Linked DNA regions of Gossypium hirsutum: region 2 is linked to region 1. A link is a contact called in public Hi-C data. All regions are on one chromosome and are shown on one strand. The core of a region is the stretch at or near the end of the contact, and the rest is flanking DNA. Distances in the headings are between cores, read along the strand shown. Region 1 holds the start of LOC107937618 (cyclic nucleotide-gated ion channel 1). Region 2 has its middle 12 kb from the start of LOC107937606.

What was found. Hi-C and Micro-C count contacts between places; a contact is called where the count stands out from the background.
Region 2: a Hi-C map of leaf shows a contact between it and region 1, with 2.0 times the contacts expected there. The contact joins the enhancer-like site here to the promoter of LOC107937618 in region 1. A contact is called at or near these places in 11 of 34 Hi-C or Micro-C datasets (callus, leaf, petal and 1 more).

What each region holds. Positions count from the first base shown.
Region 1 is chrD04:666,820-671,628 of Gossypium_hirsutum_v2.1, reverse strand. It overlaps LOC107937618 (cyclic nucleotide-gated ion channel 1), which reads left to right and starts at 1,847. Exons shown (of 8, transcript XM_016870530.2): 1 at 1,847-2,168; 2 at 2,928-3,061; 3 at 3,531-4,098; 4 at 4,561-4,773. The coding sequence starts at 3,033. It also overlaps the pseudogene LOC107937617.
Region 2 is chrD04:715,579-720,387 of Gossypium_hirsutum_v2.1, reverse strand. It overlaps the pseudogene LOC121203239 and the pseudogene LOC107937610. Among protein-coding and RNA genes, the nearest start is that of LOC107937606, 12 kb to the left of the region's middle. Within about 2 kb of position 2,042, at least 5 of the 9 cell types and tissues checked have an H3K27ac peak or open chromatin away from gene starts, as enhancers often do. A contact at or near this core is called in leaf, where this site is marked.

The DNA of each region.
Region 1 (4,809 bases), core at 598-3,097:
TGCATATAATTAAAGTGTAACACAATAATTCCTCCCTCTTACAACGCTTAAAGAAAAGAAAAAATAGAGAGGAATCCAGATCTTACATTTTCCAAAATTTTCTTGAGCAGATGAAAGATGCAACCAAGGAAACTAAAAGAGGCAAAATTTTCGATCAAAATTTTTCTTTTAAAGGAAAAAACTTTGGAACACGTGGAGGATCGAGGGCAATAGGCAGCAACAATCGGATTTTGTTAGAGACACAAGGCAGGAGAGAAAGGGCTGGCAATTTCTATTGTTTGGAGTTGTGACTTGTGACCAGAGAGAGATGGCAATCTGGCAGTGGCTAGTAGTTTCTCTAGGCAAGTCCATGTCCAGTTTGCAAATAATGATTTAATTTTGTTCTATTGGCTACCACGTCATTTCCTTCCTAAATTTCTAATACTGCCAATACAATTTGTTGGATTTTTTGCATAAAGAATATGAAAAAATTAATTACGAAAATATACGGTCTTTAATAGTATTGATTGGTGTTGTCTGACGCACATAACTCTATTTTTCTCTTTAATCATCATCTAATCATTAAATTTTAAAAAATAAAATTCTTTTGTACTATCACTGTGTCAGATGACACCCTTAATTATTTTTTAAAATGCCAATGAAAAAAAAAAGAGTATTTATGAAGAAAAAATATGGGTATTTCGAAAAATAAATACAAGTATTGCCTTGCACAGTGGCGGCATCGAAATTATTTTTAAAAAATTTGATGATTGAGAGATGATTAAGGGGAAAAAGAGGGTGGTGTCATGGTCTGTTAGGTGGCACTAATGGATAAGGTTAAAAACAATTCATTTTTGTAATTAATTTTTTCATAATTTTTTTCGTAATTAATTAAATTTTTTATATTATTTATGTAAAAAAGCTAAATTTATTGGTTTAACTAACAACCCAACAACAATAACAAGTACAAAGGTGATTATACATATATTGCACGATATCATATAACCTTTTGAAATACATTTTTCCTTTCTATTTTTTATTTTTATTTTTTTGAACAATCTTAGCAACTCATAAATAATTTTTATAGTCTCTTTCCAACTCATAAATAAGAAGATAACGCGTTTCAACGCACTCAAACTCACGTTCTCCTGAATTAACAAAAAAACTCGTGTTTAAAACAATTTTCAAATCAATAAAATTCATAATTAAGACTTTTAAAATAATTTAAAAACATTTTAAAACGATTTCTAGGAGTTCAGGAGTATTTGAGATTGAGTACGAATCTTCAAAGATCGAAACAGCTTAAACTAAGAGAGAGAATCCATTCTGGTCTAGTTGTCTCGATACAATCTTAGACATGTAACAATACAACTCACAAATACTACATAATTTTTTTATTGACTTACTTGTACCGACACAACTAACCACCTAGAGTGAAACAACTTTGCCATCACCCAAAACTCCATTCTCACCCACGTGAACCCATTCAAACACTATTAACACATGCCCGATGAAAGATTAAGAACCCAGATGACAAATGAGTTGTGTTTGTCTAGATGATCATTTCGAAAAAGAAACTTGCGGGCGACTTCCCAATTTGCTAAGAGTCTTGAGGTGGGGCATTGGATGCAAATAACAGCTACAAGTAAAAAAAAGTTCATGAAATCGAAAGTGACGAACACAGCCAAAGGCATTGGAGGCAGTAGTCGTTCTTGATTAGTGTGGGATTCAGGGTCAACGACAAGACTCTCTTTGGCTCTGCCAACCAAGTTGACTATTGTTTAGACATCTCACTAATCATGTTCCGCCACATCACCAATTTCGCAAAATTAATCGAAGTCAACCATGCAGCAGAAGAAACTGGACAGGAACGAAGGACTTCCTTTTACCCGCTATGGTATTATTGAGCTTTCCCATGAAGAAAAAAACAAAGGTAGAGAGCTTTTCTCCAGTGGGACCCAAGACCCAAGACCCAAGACTTTATTACTTCCCTAACATCGCCCTCTTTGTCTCTAATTTATTTTCTATTTTCCATTTAAAAAACCATTGAGGTGGCCCTACCCTAGACGTTTCCCGGAAATTTCTTCCCCTTTCTCCATCTCTTGCTCCAGAAGGAAAACAGAGAGGAAATTTTAAATGCAATAATCATTCATCCCCACCCTGTTTGTTTACACCACTGAGATTTGTTAGTATGTTCCTTCTTCCTTCCTTCCAATCTTCTTTTACTTGTTTGTTTGCTATTTCGTTGTTTAATATTCATAAATTTTTATTTTCTCTATATTTTGTTCTTCAATTTCTAGAAGAATGTTTCGAATTTAAAATTTTCCCGACACTTTAGGGCTCTACTTTTCGAATTTAAAAACTTTGACTTTGAAGAAACTGAAACTGAAGCTGAAGGAATTGCTTGCTTGGATGGATGTATGTATGTATGTATGCATGTTGTGAATCATTTATAAATTGTTTTCTAAAATTTGGCTTTGTTTGTTTTGTAATTATTTCTAATTCACTTCTTCCATTTTGCTTTTTCTTTTTGGCGAAAATATTACTGTCAAGTACGTCATGCCTTTCAGATATTTTTGGCAAGTTGTTGGAGGTAGTGGCTTATCTGCAACTCCATGAAACGCGCCATGTTACTTTTTATACTTTTTTCATTGTGTCCCCCTAGTAATTATTATTGTTATGAAACGATTTAATCGAAGTTATGCTTTGATCATTGTTCATGTTGAGGGAGAGTTGTTAACTAAGTTATTGTTTCAGCTTTCTTTCTGATTAGATGTAACTAATTTGATGACTGTTTCCAGTTGTCTTTAATATATGTCGTTTCACTGTCTAATGTTTGTGCAATACTATCTATTTTTGCTTCTGTGTTTGTTTCCAGCTGTCCCTGGTCTGCAATTGTGATTGGAATGGTCTAACATTTGGTTTCATGTATTTTCTTCTCCTTTTAGGGTCCGGCAATCAGATTTTTGCTGTACACGAACAATTTCCTTAAATTTCTGTGTTCCAGAGCTGATACTTCTTCTAGAGATGAGATCATTTAAAAAATTATAATTATGAATTATCCACCAGAGAAGGTTGTGAGGTCAGTACACTAGCATTTCATTTCATCCATTGATTTTCTGCTGCAAAAGATGATTACTTTTTCTTTAGTGGATGCTGGGCTTGATTCTAAGTCTTAAATGTACCTTTTAAAAAAAAAAAGAAATTCAGAATACCATTAAAATAATATTAGATATTCAATTTTGCAAGCAAAATCATCAGCTGTCATTCTTCATCCTTTTGCTTTATGCGATGACGCTATCACTAATACTCGTCACCTTTAGCTTCTGTTACTGACACCACTTCGTTTTGAATGAGCTTGCTCTTCATCTACTGCCACCATGCCTGTTAATTCTCCATTTATCACAGACAGTTATTATACTGTGCCTGAAAATGTTATATATGTGCGATTATTCTTGGTGTTTGGTTTTTCTATTATTAAGGTTCACCCTATTTTATTTTAATTTATATGAAATAATAGACTGATTTTCTTCAATTGAATTGTCTTCCAGGTTCCAGGACTGGAATTCAGAGAAAACCTGCGAAGTACATTATACTAATAATAATGGGATAAATTCAGGGAAATTTACATTTGCAATAAATTCATTTTCAGAAAAGTTTCAAAGAGGGGTTGAATCTGGTTCTGAGAGGATTAAAGCGATTAGAAAGTCATTTAAATCTAGTTCATTCAACCATGTTGTTGCTAAAGGCTTTGGTTCTAGTAAGAAAGTTCTTGATCCACAGGGGCCATTCCTTCAACGCTGGAACAAGATATTTGTATTATCATGTATAATAGCAGTCTCAATTGATCCACTGTTCTTTTACGTTCCAGTGGTTAATGATGACAAGAAGTGCCTTGCCTTGGATGAAAAGATGGAGACCACTGCTTGTGTGCTGCGTTCATTCACTGATATCTTCTATATAATCCATATTATTTTTCAGTTTCGTACTGGATTCATTGCACCTTCTTCTCGTGTATTTGGAAGAGGTGTTTTAGTTGAAGATTCACAGGCAATAGCAAAGAGGTATCTACGGTCATACTTTTTAATTGATGTTCTAGCAGTTCTTCCCCTGCCACAGGTAAGCAAACCTTTTAGGCCTATGAAATGTTCTTCTCTTGTATTTATCCAGTTTATGTGTGACAGATCATATTCTATTTAATCTTTAAAAGTTAAAATGAGTTGCATGGATGGATCTTTTAACTTATTGGGTCAGAAGGAACTTCATTCTCACTTTCAACTGTGAATAGTATTTAGAAATTTCATTTCACTTGAGTTGTTAAACCATTCTATAATCTGTCATACCAACAGTTAGTATCAAGCTGTTAAAAGAATAACTTTAATTGTTCTAACCATTCTTCACTTTTTTAATGGAAATATGTTATTTTATCACAATTCATTGTTGTAGGAACTCCCTTCTCTACATTATCATGTAGTCCTAAATCCTGTACTAGTATATGTGATATTTTGTGGAAGTCGATTTTTATGATCATTGAGCTTGATACTATTTGCTTGGACTTTTAACTTGCTGTTATTTTTGCAGCTGGTGATTTTAATTATCATACCTGAAATGAGCGGATTGAAATCATTGAATACGAAGAACTTGTTGAAAATTGTTGTTCTCTTCCAATATCTTCCAAGAGTTTTTCGAATTTATCCACTGTACAAGGAAGTTACAAGGACCTCTGGCATACTAACTGAAACTGCATGGGCTGGTGCTGCATTCAATCTGTTTCTTTACATGCTAGCAAGCCATGTAAGTTCATTAGACTGGTAGTAGAATATTTTTGGC
Region 2 (4,809 bases), core at 793-3,292, 49 kb before region 1:
AAATAGACTTAAGGTTCATAAAAGTTCTCTCTTCTCAATTTAGGTTACACATAGATTGTAATTTAGTAGCAGACTAATCTCCTTGGTTGAGTAAAGTTCGGAGAAGCTTCCAAGGAAAACTTTTGACTAATGGCAATGACAAGCAAATTTGCCAAAGGGGACACACTGCAGCATTTGAGGCAAAAAGAAACTAAGACTAGAAGTTACCTGCTTCTTCGCTTGTCTCATATCTTCCATGTTTAAAGGCCTCAAAGTAATTATTACTCTTTCCTCATTCTCTTCTTTTTTCTCTGAAGAATCTTCCGAACTCTGGCCAGATTCTTCTCTCCTCCTCGTTTCCTAATGAAAGTTATTGAAAACAGAAATCGATAAGGTACATTTTCCACACCTACTAGTACAGGAAGATAAAGGCATCAGATTGGCAATGCTTTAGAAAAGAAAAAAAGATTAGTAGTCACCATATCCTTCAACCTCTCCTGCTGAATCAACTCCCTAACAGGTCGATAAGCTGCTGTCACGCACAAGTTCTGTTCCAAGTAGTTAAAGCCATCAGTTGAATGTAGTTAAATACAAATTAATGGTGAATGTTATGAGTTAAAAACCTTGAGGTCACTTCCACTATATCCTTCTGTCATGGCTGTAAGCTCCTTGAAGTCCAGATTTTCAAGTTTTTCTTTTGCCAGTTCTTAATATATTTTCCCTGCTCTCAACAGACGGAAGGCCAACCATAATTCTGGTCAAAACAAAAAAGATAAGATGCTCAGTCATATTGACTTGTCAAGAAACCGTTCCATGAATTGCTTGCATAACTGAAATTTGGACTTCCTTGGACAATCAAGTGTCATGAAATCCTTGATAAGAAATAAATGCAGAAGCTCAAGAATACGCCCTATAAAATGTTACAGAAACATAAATGTCAATTCAAAGAATAAAGTAATAAGAATGATTGAATGAAAGATATACTTAAAGCTATGACTATGAACTCAAAGGCTAATCAGTGAATGCTTTAGGGGATCAAATAATGTTGATAGAAAGGTCAAGATAAGGTAAACTATGTGCTTCAAAAAGAGATGCTGAAAGTAAAAATGTTGAAGGACAAGGAGGAACCAAGCAGATGAGGTAAATATTCTTTGGGTAAAGATGCAGCTCACTGCTAGTAGATGGCAAATGCAAAAAATTATAACCAATCACATAGTTAGACAGAAGATTAGAAGGATAATATCAACAGTGAGATGATTATGGAAATATACCTACGCTCAAAACGCCTAATTATTGCTTCATCAAGGTCGAATGGCCTGTTGGTTGCAGCAAGGACAAGAATTCGCTCACCAGCTTTGGTCAATAGACCATCCCAATGTGCCATGAACTCATTCTTAATTTTCCGCATAGCGTCGTGCTCTCCAACCCTAGTCCTCTGTCCCAACATGCTATCAACCTCATCCATAAAAATTATTGAAATTATTGTAGGTGCATGTTGTGCGGAAGCGTGTAAAAGAATAAAATTATTGTACTAAAAAATCACACTAAGTTCAATTCTCAAAAAAAAAAAGATTGGATCACAAGGATCGCTTAAGTACCAGGTCTTTATTAGTCAGAATATCCCTCAATCGTAATTTAATAGCACAATAAATCACTACAATCACACTCACAATTCATGCAGAATAATATAATAAAGAACACAATAATTTAACGAGATTCAGACCAAATATATTTCACTCCAAAATATAAGTGAGAATTTACAAAGAGAGAGAGAAAACAATGCCTTAAATAGAAAATGGCAAATTTAGGATGACGAAGAAGAAAAATGATTAGGCCTATTTATAGTTGAGGTTCAGAGATCAAAATTGCAATTATCTTATGCCAAATCTCAATCCCACTTTTGGTGCCTTAAATTTCAGATTTTGATACCCATATATTTCTGAGGACATTGAGACATTAATGAAACTAGATCCAGCTTCATTTGCAATGGCCTTCGCTAGCATTGTTTTCCCTGTACCAGGAGGCCCAAAGAGTAATATACCTCTACAAGGCTTGAGAAGTCCCCCTTTGAAGAGATCGGGCCTTCGTAGAGGGAGCATGTCCATCTCTTGAAGTGATTCTTTGGTCTCATCCAAAGCACCGATATCTGCAAATGTCACGCAAATCTCACTTGCAGGGATGACCTCTGGCCTAATTCTTTTCTCAAACTCATTATCAGGAGGAACTTCCTGCAAGGACGTTATATCAGTAGTAAGAAAAAACTGAAAGCAAACAAGGAAAAAGATCCAGAGAAAAGTAATGGACATGAAATAGTAGTTTATATCCTTGAAGTGTGTAAGATGCATAAAATTTCATACAACTTACAGGTGCTTTTGGTGCTGGCGGGTTCCCACCATCCTTCTTCCCACACGGATTGGATTTCTCATTCTCACTTTTGCTTTCAGGGGCAGTGGTTTCAGATTTTGATTCAGTTGTTGCGCCTACAGCCTCTTCATCCTGAGGTTAACAAAAAAGGGTAAATTGTTAATCCATCAATATAAGTGGCACAGATCATCAGTGCTTGTAACTAGCATTAGAGCAAAACCTTGGCAGATTCAGCATTAGTCCCTAATTTTAAGGTATCTTTCCCACAACTTTTTCCTTCCTGGAAATTATTCGGTCCATGGCACAAGCTGCTCCAGAACCAGAACACCAAATGGTGAGCTCTATTTAGAGATTTTCGAAAAATATGCTGTGAAAGAAGCTTGTATCAATAGTTAGTAATAATCATGTCTACCTTTTGGATGATATAACAAGCTTGCCATTTCGGTATTCAGGATCCTTATTGTTCATCAAATGGTAAGATATTGCGGATACCACAATTTCTTCAATATAATTACTTATGACCATAGTGTCTGCTTGACAGATTGATCCCATATCATCGCATTCAAGGTCATTTGCTGCAAGTACCTCGGCCATGTGGTTTCTGTTTCTTGAATTTGGAGCATCTTTATGTCCTCTTCCAGTTTTGCTTTCCATCTATCCAGACGGGTTTCATCTTCAGGTGGCTTTATTTATGGAAATAACACCAATAGCTTCTCATCCATCTCCTTGTAATCATCTCCAGGGTCCAGCATCCTGGAACCAAGTATCAATACTGGACCCGAAAGTTTGTTTAACATTTTTTGAAACAGATTATATAAGTGCTGAGATTGGAGGGTAAGCTTCTCAACATCCCTGAGGTATAAGATGATGGAACCAGTTTTAGATACTGAAACCAGCACCTGCAAGAGAATGAAAATGACCTTCACTCACATTGAAGTTCAAAGAGACATTATCAGTAACTTTTTACTTAAATCAACTGTTAGGCACAAGTAAAGAATTTATTGGAGCATATTAGCATATGGATCTTAGGGTTGGCACAAAGTTTAGGTAAACTTATAAAGGCATGTGTGCCTGTACACACACAAGCATATGCAAATGGATTGTTAGAAGAATGAATCATCTAGAACGACCATTCATGAGTGATCTCCAAACAGACTACTTAGTATTTATAGCGTACCTTCTAAAGTGAGTGTAGAAAAAGTTTCTGATCGAAACACCAATTGCTAGCACGCTTGTGCGATGCTAAAACAAACCATCAAAGAATATTTGTTTTTACACATTTGCTTATATGTCGGGAAATTGATAATCAAATGCAAATCCAAAATCTCTAAAAGGTTCCAATTGATTTTTGAAGAAATTATCATGGATTTTTTTATTTTATTGGTTATACTGTATTTTGTATTTCTTTTTGTGAGTATGAACTAATTTTTTAAATAATTAAGGAGATAAATTCTAGGATGAATTTTATTATTTGATTTACAGTTTTATACAATAAAATCCTAGTTTCTTTGTTTTCGACTATGAACTTTGAATTGTTCTTGGGTTATTATTTCTAGGGTTTTAATTCATGTTTGATATGCATAAGTTTGAGATTAAATAGACCCTGTTTGTGATTAAATTATGCGTAATCGAATGGTGTTTCATGCATTAATCCTAGAAATAGAATGATATAAATTTATTGGATTAGAATCAAATCTAATAGGGGATCCATAAAACGAATTAATTGATAATAGAAGTTTTAATTAGAAAAAATTTTCAATTAATCAACCTAAAATTAGTTTCTTTTATGCTCGAAAGAGATATTAACATAGATTAAGAATTTCTGCGGATCAAAGAAAGTAAGGAAATAAGTTGCATAAATTGGATTGAGAATTTTAGATGAATTCTAGGCGGACTCTTACATGGTATTGTCTAGTCAATCCGTTGATATTTAATTATTTTCATGATTATTTCTTTGAGCATTCGTAGTTAATTTTAATTTTAATTAATATTTTGAATTATTAAGTTAAATAATAGAAAGAAGATAAATACTAGTAATTATAGTCCTTGAGAGAACAATATCTGTACTCACCGTAATTATACTATTAATTGATAGATATACTTACGTTAGTTAATTCATTATATTTTAATATCAATTAGTGTTTAATTAAATATGGTTTAATTTTAAGGTTTAGAGTTGAAGGCTAAAAGTTGAATAAAATTTAAGATTTAAAATTTAGAGCCTAACAACCTAGTGTTTTAGGGTTTAAAATTTAGGGGATTGAGATTTTAGAATGTTATAAAATCAGATTAACTTTATCAAATCTCAATTCAATTTAATCTATAGTGAAAATAATTAAATTCAAAATTAAAGTTAGAAAATAAAATGACCTCAAAAAAATATTAAGCTTTAAAAATGAACACTGCATAGTAATTCAAATCTACTTCGTGACCTATTAGAAGCAAAAGAATTTGGAAGGAATCCTC